3 separate regions of the Mus musculus genome follow, and all the other regions are linked to region 2. Evidence: chromatin contacts called from public Micro-C and capture Hi-C data. All regions are on one chromosome and are shown on one strand. Each heading gives the region's core, a stretch centred on a gene start, on an enhancer-like site or on the middle of the called end of the contact. The rest is flanking DNA. Distances are from core to core; before and after follow the strand shown.

Region 1 (4,140 bases), core at 1,394-3,893, 340 kb before region 2:
CCCCCCAGGTGGGTGGTCCATACTCCAGGGCAGGCCCTGCTCCCAGGGTAGGAGGACAATACAAACTGGACTCCATTTAAAAAGAAAAGAAAAGAAATACAAGAAGACAACTCAAAGCTGGGGGTAGGGGAGTGAGGTGATGGTGAAGAGGGTGGGTGTGGGAGGAGTGGGGACTCAAATGCCTTCATAAAATTCTCAAAGAATTAGTGCAAATGTAAAATTTGTTTCAAAGTAAGATATAAACATGGCTGGGGATGTAGCAAGGCAGCAGAGCAGTTGTCTACTAGGCAAAAGGTCTGAGGTTCAATCCCCAGCATTGCAAGAAGAAAAAGATCTGAGCAGTCTGGTGTGCACAGGAGTGTTACACTAGTCTTTGGACTTTACTTTTCTGTATGTTGCAAATGCTCCTTTTAAAAATGCTTTAATGGTTACTCTGAGCGTCTAGAAATAAGGGTAAAGGGGGATAAATGGCTGCATCAGTCCTCAGAGGGGATGATCTCCTGGGATGGGATTGGGGGTAAGGCTGAGTCTTAAACCCTGGGGTTACAGGAGGATTAACCCAGATCATCCCTCTCAGCTGATCACCTGGGGGACACACCTGCCATGCCTGCCCTTCAGACACATCCCTGACAGCCCTGCCCCCCATAGCTGCTAAGCTCTTTCTTCCCTTCTGCTCCCTAACTTCACCCTCATCTCAACCCCATGCTGATCTGAATAGGGTTTGCCTCCCACTAATAGACTGGTTCTAGTCTCCCTTGAGCATTCCCTGAGATCAATGGTGAGTGATGGATCACCTGCACCCAGGAACCAGCTTAGTCCTAATGCTCAAGATCCAGGCTCTCCTAGAGAGAGCTCTGACTCCTGAATGTCACAACTGACCATGGCGACTGTCTTTCTGTTCACCCACTGCCAACTGCTAGCCTGACCTGCTGCTGAGACAGAACTGGAGGCTGCTGCGCTGGGCAGAACCACTGAGCTTCCAGAACACTTCCCTTTAGCTCCCCCCATGAGAGCTCATTTCATCATCTCTAAATATTGTACCTTGCTACCCAAGTCTGGCTTGATGATCTGCAAAATAGTAAGCTTGCCCGGAAGCTCTTCTCTGTGGCTGGATCACTGTAGCCATGGGTCTAAAGTGGGAGCTTGACCTCTGGGGAGAAGGTGAAAACAAATAATTCTTCATTTTTCTGATTATCAGGCTGGGGGTCGGGGGGAGGAATTACTACTGACTTCTGGACTTTTTTGTTTTGTTGGTTTTTGGTTTTTGAGACAGGGTTTCTCTGTGTAGCCTTGGCTGTCCTGGAACTAACTCGGTAGACCAGGCTGGCTTCTAAATCATATAGATCCGCCTGCCTCTGACTCCCAGGTGCTGGGATTAAAGGTGTGAGCCATCACTGCCTGGCAGACATCATTGTTAATAGGGAACGTGAGTTTAAATTCATGAGTTAAAAATCTGGGATAAATGATGAAGGCGTTGTTAACTTAGTCGGAAGCTCCATGTTACTCATTTACTCCATGAGTCAGGTACTTTGATACTGAAGATACAAAGATAACTAGGATACTTCCCAACCTTAACAGCAGGCAATACTCTGATGCTGCCCAGAGGGTCAGAAGAGCACAGCAGGAGAGTCTAAAAAAAGGAAGGGATGGGGTGTCTGGAGAGTAACTCTCAACACAATGCTGAAATTACTGATAAGCCTGAGATGTGCAGGGAATTGCTTCATTCCTGAGGAACATGGAGGGCTTGAGAGCCCAGTAGCCTGGGGAGTTGAACCCAGCCAAGCCATGCCCAAACTTTAGGAGTGAGAATACATGAGAAAGAACTGGTGTGAGGTACCAAGCTTAGAAATCTCTCCACGATTATAACTCGGGGAGCAGATTCCTGAGTATCCACTTCTGACCTAAATGAGACCTGCTGAGATGTCAAATCTGCCTCAAGACCAAGTTCATCTCTTGAATAAATAGATGAAAAGTTGAAAAAAAGCTTCGTGGTTTCCCACATTTCTTGTTACAGGGAACATCAATGATGCCCACACTGCACAGGTCACAGAGGGCGTGGCTCAAAGGGCTGGGAAGAAAGAGGGACTTGGTACACTGGGAGGAGAGCTCTGGCTGGGTGGGATTTCGGGGAAAGCAGTGATGTACCACCACCTAGCACTTGGCACATGCAGGTCTCAACTATCCGCCAGCCCTGCAGTAGCTCTGGGGCGCTTGAGGCTACCCGGAGGGATGGGTTCTGTGGACTGCGGGGATGGGGACGCTGGCTCTGTGTGGGAACCAAGGAAGTGCGCGTGTGTTTGCGCATCTGCAGGAAACAGTCCATCCCCCCCCACCCCCACCCCCCCCCCGGTTCTATCATCCGTCAAGACTAGCCCCTGAGGTCCCTAGGCGTGGCGGACCCAGGGTGGGTTCTGCAGCCAGAACCAAGCCATGCTAGCACTCCTTGGGCGCATCCTCAAGACCCGGTAGCTCACGTCCGCTTTTCAGGCGCAGCAGACCTGAAGCTGCCTCGGACGAGCCTGGGGCACTTTAGTGACGTGTTTTGAACCTCTTTTGCTGGTCCTCACTGGGTCTGGAGCCGGGGACTGGGGGAGGGTTTCCGGGCGGCCACAGGCGGGCACTCGCGTCAGGTGGCCAGGCCAGGCCCCGCCCTCTCGGCCCGCCCTCTCTCCTCCCTGCGCACCGGGCTCCCGGTCCCCGGCCCGGAGGCTGCGGCTTCTGCTCGGGAGGCGGCGGCGGCGGCGGGAGCAGCCATGGAGGCAGGCGGCGGGGCCGGCGCGGGAGCCGCGGGCTGGAGCTGCCCTGGCCCAGGTCAGAGCGGCCTCTCTCTCAGCTCCCTATGCTCCTTCCCCCTACGGCTCTCCTTCCTTCTGACCCCCAGGTGCTCCTGGTACTGAGTCGGCTCCCTTCACCCTGGCCTCCACCGGATACTGCTCTCCATCTTTCGACCTGGGTTGTCCCTTCCCAGCGGTCACTCCCCAAGCGCTCCCCAGTTAGTCTCTCCAGCCCGATTGTGTTTCCAGCTCACGAGGGGGGCGGGGGAGTTGTCTCTAGAGCCTGCACCCTTCTAGTTCATCAAAGCTCTTGACCACCGGGAGAGGGTGGGGTGGGCGAGGTTTGGTGAGGGAGGGAAGGGGAGAGAAAGAGAAACGGCCTAGTTTAGAGCCCCTTCTCTCCTCTCCTGAGCCGGCCACCCCTCCCTTCTCTGCTTTGCTATATAGGATCCTCCCAAAACCTTCTTTCCTAGTTCCCACCCTACCCCTCTTCTTATGCCCCAAGCTAAACAAACACTCACCCTCTTCTGTCTGAGCGAGGGAGAGGAGCCGGGAACAGGGGTGCTGAGGTTGGGCCGCGCCGGACTGGGGTCCCCTCCATAGGCATGAGAGGTGGCTGAGGGAATAGAATCACAGAGCTGGGCAGAGTGAGTCAGGCTTCTCCAGTGTGATTGCAAATTCCGGGGCTCCCATATAAGAATGCACGTCCCTTTCTTTCCCCTCAGCCCCAGGCCCCTCTATTCCTACAGTTCTTACTTTCTCCCGGCTCACAGGACCCACAGTAACCACTTTAGGCTCCTATGAGGTATCTGAGGGTTGTGAGAGGAAGAAAGGCCAACGCTGGGGGTCTCTGGAGCGCCGTGGGATGCAAGCTATGGACGGTGAGTTTTCTGAAAAAGGCTTTCTATCGCCCTACTCCGTAGCTCCCTTCTTCCTTCCCTGACCCCAGAACTCTGAGCCAGAACAGGGCCCTCCCCTCACTTCATCTCAGGCCCCTCCTCCCTGGTGGCTGAGCTCCAAGCCTCCCCTGGGCTCAGGCATTGTGGGAAGTTTGGGCACATCCCTTTGGGGCGCCAATCACCCAGCTAACCAGGTTGTGTGTCCCGGGAAGCTGCCAGACAGAGAGAGGCCCTGCTCAACCCAGCCTGGAAACAGGCTTTCGGCAGGGGGCTTGTTCTTCTCACTGCCTGCTGACCCAGATCCCAAGCTGTCTCTTATTTTTAAAAGCCAGGACATGGGCATGAGAACTGTCTATCTGATGCCACCACCGTCAACTCTGAATGGAACCCTGCAGCTTTAGTAAGAACGTGCTTAGGAGAGGGCTAGATGGAGTCTATTTCCCAACAGCACTCGCGTGTAACAGGGC
Region 2 (4,083 bases), core at 414-2,913:
CTCTGTGTAGCCCTAGCTGTCCTGGAACTCACTTTGTAGACCAGGCTGGCCTCGAACTCAGAAGTCCGCCTGCTTCTGCCTCCCAAGGCATGCACCACCACGCCAGGCTCTGTTGAAAGTTTTAATTGTCAACTTGATACAATCTAGAATCCTCCGGGAAGAGAATCTCCATGCAGGATCTCTAGATGAAGCCAGCCTGTTGGTGTGTCTGTGGGTGGTTGTCTTGATTACACTAAGTGATATAGGCAGGTCTGCCTGTGATGGGCAGCACCATTCCCAAGACAGGGGATCCGGGACTGTGTTAAGTACAGAGAAGGTGCTGAGTACCAGTAAGCATGCATGTATTCATTTCTCTCTGCTCTTGATTGTGGATGCAACCAGCTAAGGTCCCTGTCTAAGGTTTTCCACAATGATGGACTATGACCTAGAATTGTGAGTCCAGAATACATCCTTTTAGCCTTATAGTTGCTATGTCAGGATATTTTATCACACCAACAAGAATAAAATTAAAACACAAAATGAGCCCCCAAATTGAATTAGATTCCTCACATAGTTCTGGAGACTTGGGTACCAATTAAGCATGTATCTGAAGTGTAGGAGTCAATTTGCTCTTAAACAACAGAGATAACAGAAACGATCTATATCTGGCTGACTGTGAGCTATTCTTACAGAAACAAGAAATGAAAAGCTATGCTATTGAGTTGTCCGTCAACAAGGAAAAGTTACTCAAGGTTCATTCAGTCCAGTCTCCTAGCCGTTGAGGGAGACTTGCTTAGGGGAGCTGTGACTTAAAGAAGCTGCAAGAAAGAAAGAACTGACGGAAGGAAGGAAGGAAGGAAGGAAGGAAGGAAGAAAGAAAGAAAGAAAGAAAGAAAGAAAGAAAGAAAGAAAGAAAGAGAGAAAGAAAGAAGAACTGAGTGGAGAAGGGAACGACAGAAACTTCATGAGGCAGCTGGGCCACAGGTATTCATCCAAGATGGACTAGTTTCCTGCGGACAAACCCGAAGGTGCATCAGGGACAGTTGATGGAAATCACAGTCCATCCAGCCCTGACATACCTGAGCGATAAAGGCTTGGTGTTGACATGTTCTCAGGATAGACATCTGTCCCCACAGGTAACAGCAGCTACTCTGAGTGACTCCGAGGTTATTTCCCCATATATATCTCGAGCAGGAAGAATTTAAAGAAGCAAAACCCCCAAACTCCGGTTCTTCTCCACCAGGGTTCTAGGTAAAGTTGAGAAAGATCTAACTAACAAAAAGCAAGAAAAGATTGGTAGGGCTGGGGAATTGGGCAGGAATGGAGTGAAAACTCTTGCCTGCTTTAGGCATCCCCCTGCCACCCTAAACTGAGAGAAATGTCCTCTCCTAAAAGTCACGTCAAACAACCTTAGGACCAACTAAAGATTCAGTCAAGTGCCTCTGGGACACAACTTGCACGCATCCCCCCCCCCCCCCCCCCCCGCGAGGGTCTTCTGTAGGGTGAAGGTTCCCGAATACCCCCACCCCAGCCCCTTCGGGCATTTAGGCCGCCAAAGCTGGGGCTCCTCCTCTCCAGCGTCTGACTCTCCCCTTGCTTTTCTTCGCTCGGGCCCTCCCCCAGCCTCCGCGGATGGGGGGGCCGGGCTTGGCTCCGCGAGGCCCGTGCATTCCAGAGAGCAGGGCCAGCTAGAGCAACAAAGGAGCCCGGTAGTCGGCAGGGAGAGCTCAGGGGGCTGCGGCGCGCTCGCGCGGAGGTGGCTGCTGGGCCGCGGGCTGGCGTGGGGGCGGAGCCGGGGACCCACTCCCGCACCCCCCCCCCCCCCCCGGCCGGCGCCTGGCCTCCATCGAGGGGCTGGGAGTCGGTTTTAATGGTGGGAGAGGGAATGGGGCTGGAGATCGGGGCCCCGGAGGGTTCCCAGGGTTGAAGACAGCTTCGATCTCCAGGCCAGGGAGTCCGGGGTCTGTGCATCCTGGCCCGGGCCTGCGCTGCTCAACATGGGGCCCGGGTTCCAAAGTTTGCAAAGTTGGGAGTCGAGGGGCCCGGACGCGCGCGGCGCCTGGCGAAAGCTGGCCCCAGACTTTCGGGGCGCACCGGTCGCCTAAGTAGCCTCCGCGGCCCCCGGGGTCGTGTGTGTGGCCAGGGGACTCCGGGGAGCTCCGGGGCGCCTCAGCTTTTGCTGAGTTGGCTGTTTGGCCATGGCCGCTGGCCGCCCCGTGCGTGGGCCCGAGCTGGCGCCCCGGAGGCTGCTGCAGTTGCTGCTGCTGGTACTGCTGGGGGGCCCGGGCCGGGGGGCGGCCTTGAGCGGGAACGTGACCGGGCCTGGGCCTCACAGCGCCAGCGGGAGCTCGAGGAGGGACGTGCCGGTGACCAGCCCTCCGCCGCCGCTGCTGAGCCACTGCGGCCGGGCCGCCCACTGCGAGCCTTTGCGCTACAACGTGTGCCTGGGCTCGGCGCTGCCCTACGGAGCCACCACCACGCTGCTGGCTGGGGACTCGGACTCGCAGGAGGAAGCGCACGGCAAGCTCGTGCTCTGGTCCGGTAAGCGCGCGGGAGTCGGGATTGCGACGCGGAGGTGATGGGACCGGCCACTGACGGAAAGAAAAGGCTCAGGCCTCAAACTGTTGGGCGGGCGCGGCTTGCACCCGGAATAGTTGGAGAAACGAGTCCGGAACTTTTGGGACAGGTTGCGTGCGGGAAGGAGACTCTGCGTGTTGGAGAAGGGGTCGGGGCAAGAGACCAGGGAAGCCAGTCGGTCACAAAGAGCCCGAGTAAGGATGGGGTTAGGGGGATGCAAGGAGGGAGAAGAGATGTATTCGTGAAGCAACAGTCCATGGGGATTCTGGGCAGTGTTCAGACCTTGAGGCAATCTGAGTTGTAGAGAAGAAAGAGAGGATGAAGGTGGAAGACATTTAAGGATTTGGAGGGAAGGGGCGAGGAAAACTTGTACATTCTGAGAAGGAAAAAAAAAATGCCTCCTTGTAGTAACTAAAAAGCCAAACGAACCACCTGGTAATCTTGATTTAGATCAGCCCAGGGAACCAATGATTTTTGTCTTGTTTTTACCCGTTTAAGTTTCCTTATCTGAAAAATGGAAGCTCTGATCCACTCGGGTTAAGAAGGAGGGAGACGATTTAAACAGTTGTTTGTGGCTCTGTGGAAATGTGAAGCCTCACGCCAGTGTATGCTGTGGAGGAACATTAAGTCTGGGGTGTTGAGAGCCTGTGGGCACCGTCCAGAGTGGCAGAAAGTCCTTTCCTTGGGGTAGGATTGTGACAGAGCCTGAAAACAGCAGACTACATCAAACAAGTCCTTCCTAGGCTATTTAGGATGGTTTATCTCTCTGCCTGTCACCCAGTTGGACTGAGAGCCTGTAGGGTGCTGGGGAGGGGACAGTCCTTGTCATTTTCCCATCCCTCTTCCCCACCCCGAACCCCCACTTCGGTGTGATGTAAAAGCTGTCCTTGATGGAAAAAGAAAATAAAATTGAGAGCCCGGAGCAAACCAGAGAGCCTGACAGTGTCCCTAGCTTTAGCTCTTCCTCTGAGGTTGTGAGGCTCCGACTAGGAGGTAGTGTGAACCGTAGGCTGACTGTCTTGGGCTGAGGTGTGTTGTCAACTTGACTACTAGAGTTCTCAGTTGTAGCTGAGTGCTGCCTGGGGTCCTAAGGTTCTTGGCTTGATGCAGATGTTGGAGCAGGAACTTGGAGGACGGCGGGTACCGAGAAGATAGAACTGTATTCTATGGAGATAAGGTTCTAAAGTAACCTATAGGTGGAGACCTCTCGAGGGAGTCGAATGACGCTTTCACAGGGGTTGTCTAAGACCATCAGAAAACACAGATATTTACATTATGAACTATAACAGTAGCAACCTTACAGTCATCAAAATAATTTCATGGTTTGGGGAGCGGGAGCGAACTGTATTAAAGGGTCGCAGCATTAGGAAGGTTGAGAACCTTAGAAGCTAAACCCAGAATCTAAGGCAGCAGCTATATGTAATCAACAGTAGCTTTGAAAAAAAAAATCCATAAATTACTCTAATGTAAGGTCTGTGTGATTTCACACATGCACACTTATGATAATATGTTTGCATAAATGCAGTA
Region 3 (4,042 bases), core at 1,252-3,751, 300 kb before region 2:
AGGTCAACAGATACTCAGGGGGCTATAAACGGCCTGTGGCCCTAGCCAACACTTCTCACGCTCACTCAGCTGATGAAACCACCTGTAAAGCCCCTCCTGGGACCTCTGCCTGGCTTGTGGGAAGAACATACTAGCTCTTCTCAGGGTGGGGGCCCCTCTTGGCAGGCCCTGGGACAGCATTGCGCACGGTCTGTTCTGCCCGCATGGCTGAGGCAGAGGCCTGGGCTCATGGGCTATATTGAGGGCTGAGTCACCAGCCTGCGCCTGGGTAGGCTGACTGTGACAGGCTGCTGGGGCCTGAGTCAGGCCCCGATTTATCCTGGAGAGCAACAGGCTCGAGTTTCGGGGAGGAGGGTGCCGGGAATCGTCCGTTGGCACTCTGTACCCTGCTCTGCTGACCTGTGGGGCCTGCACACCCATCTCCCAGATCTCCCAGAGTGAGATAATGAAGCGAAAAGACTGCTAGGGAGGCTATCCTCCCTCGGGAGGCAGGTCTCTCTGCCCTTGCTAGATCCCCTCTGATCATTTCCACCTCAGAGTCCCTGGCCCGACTGGAGATCCTCATAACACCCACCAGGTGGCTGAGAGCCATGAGGGGCTGACTATAACAGTTCAGCTCCCAGTACTCTGCCCAAACCCCTACTTCTCTCTCTAGTAGTTCTGAGAGTAATCTCTTCCAGATCTGTATTTTGGTTTCTTCAACAGAGACAATATTACAGAGCCTACTCAAGTGGGCTGTCAAAAGTCTGTCTTCATACACACACACACACACACACACACACACACACACACAACTTTGCTTGCGTGATCCAGCTCTGTATCCAGAGCTAGGCATCCCTCCACAGGAGAGCTGTGTCTTTCAAATAGACAGTGCTGGTGCCTGCTGGGGGTTTTGGCTGAGGGGTGAAGGTAGCGCTCTGGGAGAATGACAGTTTGGGAGACAAGGAGGGGGCTGCCAACAGGAGAGTGGAATTCCTAAGCGCCTTGTCACAGGCAGCCAACGAACATGAGCTGCGGGGCACTAGCTATTTATACCTCTCCTGTCACTATCAGGGCCTCCAGAGACACCCCTGCTCCACACACCATGCACCACAGGGCTCTTTTCTGCTCCTGGCCCTTTCTGCCCTCCCCCTCCCTCCTAAGGACCAGGCCTTCTCCTTAGGTGAGAAGGAAAAAGAAATGATTGCTGGGAGCTTCACCATAAGCTCCGCCTCCCCCAACTCCTTTCCAAGTCCATAGTGGGCACCGCTGTCGTCTGCCCTTGAGGAAAGAGCTCCCAAAGATGCTTTATTATTGCCTTTCCTTTCATTATGACTGCGAGGAGGGAAATAAGGTAAAATGATTTACCCAAGCCTCAGCGGTCACATGGCTTGAATTAAGGACTGTCTTCCTTCAAAGCTAAGCTTACTTAGTCTCGAAGGATGGGGAAGCAGTGGACACACATCTGACCTCTCCTTGCGATGTAAATTCATTTGTAGGTCCTTCCCTTGTGTGTGGCAGGCAGCTTGGATTGCCTCAGTTTCTCTGTTGTGAACATTTCCCATGTCTCTCACCTTATTGGGCTTGCCCTCAACCCAATCCTGCCTAGGCTTCTAGCCTGCCTCCCTTCCTGCCCGCTTTGCCCCTGGCCCTGCCCACTTGCCCCAGTCACATTTCCCTTGGCTGCTCTGCCAGGGCTCTTCCTGCTATTTGGCACACTTCTACTTTCCCTGGGAAGATCTGCCCTGTGGCTCATGTGGGCACATTGCCCAGGGGGCTCCCTGGTACTACCTGGGCAGCCCTTTTGTCCTCTCATCAACTTGGTTGAGTCACGGGGGGGGGGGGGGCGCACACAAAGTGACTCACTGGGTACCCTTGTTCTGAGCTCAGCTTCATTCTGAGCCAGTGAGTCTAAATGGGCTAATGACCAGGGACACTGAGTCAGGTCAGGAGCCTTGGTTTCCCTGTGGCCCTGGGTTTGGATTCCAAATAACGGTTTAAGCATTTTTTTCTTGTAAAGTGGCAAAAGTCATGGAGCCCCCTTGAACTCAGTCTCTCCTGGTCAATGTCCCTGCTCCTTCTGGTGTTCTCTCTCTCTCTCTCTCTCTCTCTCTCTCTCTCTCTCTCTCTCTCTCTCTCACACACACACACACACACACACAATTTCCTTTCTGAGTTCTTCACAGGTGGACAATACAACCAGGCTAGAAGCCAGGACTCCTAGGCTGTGTCAACAGCCTTGTCACCAACTCCAGAAAGTTCTGTCAACACCAGATCAGTTTGTCTAGCCCTAACCACTGCCTCAGTTTCCCCATTACTTTCTTTAACCCAATCTGAGTGTGGAAGGAGTGTCCCTCATCCCTAAATGGCTAAGACTAGGTTGGGGTGTACAGTGTGCATGGGGAAGCTCAGGGCCAGCGCCCCCACCCCATCCCCGCTCCTGCTGAGGACTGCGTGGAGGAGGGGCGGGCGGAGGCGGGGCCGTGGGGCTCAGCGCGGCCCCCACCCGCGGGCCGGGCGGCATTCCTGGGAGGCCGGCGCTCTGACGTGGACCCTGGGGCTGCGGGCGCGGCGGGGGGGTCGGCAGCCCGGGGGCTTCTTAAACCCACTGCCCCGGCCCGGCCCGCACTTCCCGAGCACCGCTCCGCCCCGGGAGAGAGAGAGAGCCCTAGCCGGACAGCCCAGCAGCTCAGCCCAAGAGGCCAGCGAGCCCCGCCGCCCAGAGCGCTAACGAAGTCTCCGAGAACTCGGTGTCCCCGCGTCCCGCCCCGACAGCACCCACAGCCCGATCCCCAGGCCGTACTCCCCCGGCCCCCCGCCGCGCCACCATGATGAACAACAGCAACTATTCGGACGCCTCCGGCCTCGGCCTGGTTGACGAGGCGGACGAGATGCCGTCCACGGAGAAGGACCTAGCGGAGGACGCACCGTGGAAGAAGATCCAGCAGAACACATTCACGCGGTGGTGCAACGAGCATCTCAAGTGTGTGGGCAAGCGCCTGACCGACCTGCAGCGAGACCTCAGCGACGGGCTGCGCCTCATCGCGCTGCTCGAAGTGCTCAGCCAGAAGCGCATGTACCGCAAGTTCCACCCGCGCCCCAACTTCCGCCAAATGAAGCTGGAAAATGTGTCTGTGGCCCTGGAGTTCCTGGAGCGGGAACACATCAAGCTCGTGTCCATCGGTCAGTGCGGGGGTCACAGGGAACGGTCACAGCGGGGGTAGGAACAGGTCACATAGGTGCGGGTACTGAGATCCGGAACAGAAAACCTTTCCCTTGCCTGGTCTGATTTCTCCCTCGCCAGTACAGGCTGGAGCCCAGATACCCCTCTAGGACAGGTGGCACCCCTGAGAAGTTCCCTTCCGAAGTTGTCCAAACATCTTAGCTTCAGCCTCCCTACACACACTCCTACCGACCTGCCCAAAGTCCCCTCTTTTCCTTCCACCGGGCCACCCTTGCTTGCACATGCTTGCGAGGACAGGGCTGGTGCCCAGTGCTAATTCCTTGGGGGCGTATCCCGCCACCCACATGAAAGCAAATGGCTTCCCATCGCCTTCGTCGCTGGGCAAAAGCAGTCTTAAGACAGGTTCCAGTCGTCTCTGGGTTCTCAGGGCCCTGAGGCCAGGGAGACTAGTGGCCTGAAGCTCGCTGATGCGCTTGGCAGGCATGTGCTCCCCATCTGGGATCTGGCCGGACTAGAGCAAACAGAACCCGGCCTCAGAAACCTAAAAAGGCACTGAGCAACGTCCTGGGAGCTTTAACCCCTGATTGCCCTGGTCGTTTAGGTCGTCTGGGAGGGGGACTCCTGCCTGTCCATGCCCTGTTCCAACCCACCACCTGGCCTGGGATTGGCTACAGCTAAGGGTCAAGCTGCCCTGGAGGGAGGGGAAGGCTGAGGAAGAGAGGAAGTCATTGAGTGTAACCAGATTTGGAAGGTGTGTCAGTTCTGAGTGGGGGTAGGGAGGCGCAGGAGTCTAGAGAGTCCAGAAGCCCAGGGTGGGTTTTGAGTGGCAAGAAGATACCTTACTTTTCACAGCCCTATCCCGCTAGGACCAAGGTTTCC

What was found. A called contact is a pair of places that touch in the nucleus more often than the background predicts. Capture Hi-C pulls out chosen DNA fragments and counts their contacts.
Region 1: a capture Hi-C map of macrophages shows a contact between it and region 2, with 4 times the contacts expected there. The contact joins the promoter of Ccdc136 here to the promoter of Smo in region 2. A contact is called at or near these places in 4 of 39 promoter capture datasets (3T3-L1-derived adipocytes, embryonic stem cells and liver), 1 of 484 Hi-C or Micro-C datasets (embryonic stem cells), 2 of 115 datasets of contacts at active chromatin or transcription factors (the SCID.adh cell line and pancreatic cancer cells) and 2 of 9 other capture datasets (liver and macrophages).
Region 3: a contact with region 2 is called in a Micro-C map of embryonic stem cells, with 2.8 times the contacts expected there. The contact joins the promoter of Flnc here to the promoter of Smo in region 2. A contact is called at or near these places in 2 of 39 promoter capture datasets (the C10 cell line and embryonic stem cells), 1 of 484 Hi-C or Micro-C datasets (embryonic stem cells) and 2 of 115 datasets of contacts at active chromatin or transcription factors (embryonic stem cells and pancreatic cancer cells).

Annotation. Positions count from the first base shown.
Region 1 is chr6:29,393,932-29,398,071 of GRCm38.p6, forward strand. It overlaps Ccdc136 (coiled-coil domain containing 136), which reads left to right and starts at 2,644. Exons shown (of 18, transcript NM_001347071.1): 1 at 2,644-2,811; 2 at 3,548-3,655. The coding sequence starts at 2,754.
Region 2 is chr6:29,733,834-29,737,916 of GRCm38.p6, forward strand. Smo (smoothened, frizzled class receptor) reads left to right here and starts at 1,664. Exons shown (of 12, transcript NM_176996.4): 1 at 1,664-2,520. The coding sequence starts at 2,178.
Region 3 is chr6:29,430,652-29,434,693 of GRCm38.p6, forward strand. It overlaps Flnc (filamin C, gamma), which reads left to right and starts at 2,502. Exons shown (of 48, transcript NM_001081185.2): 1 at 2,502-3,162. The coding sequence starts at 2,808.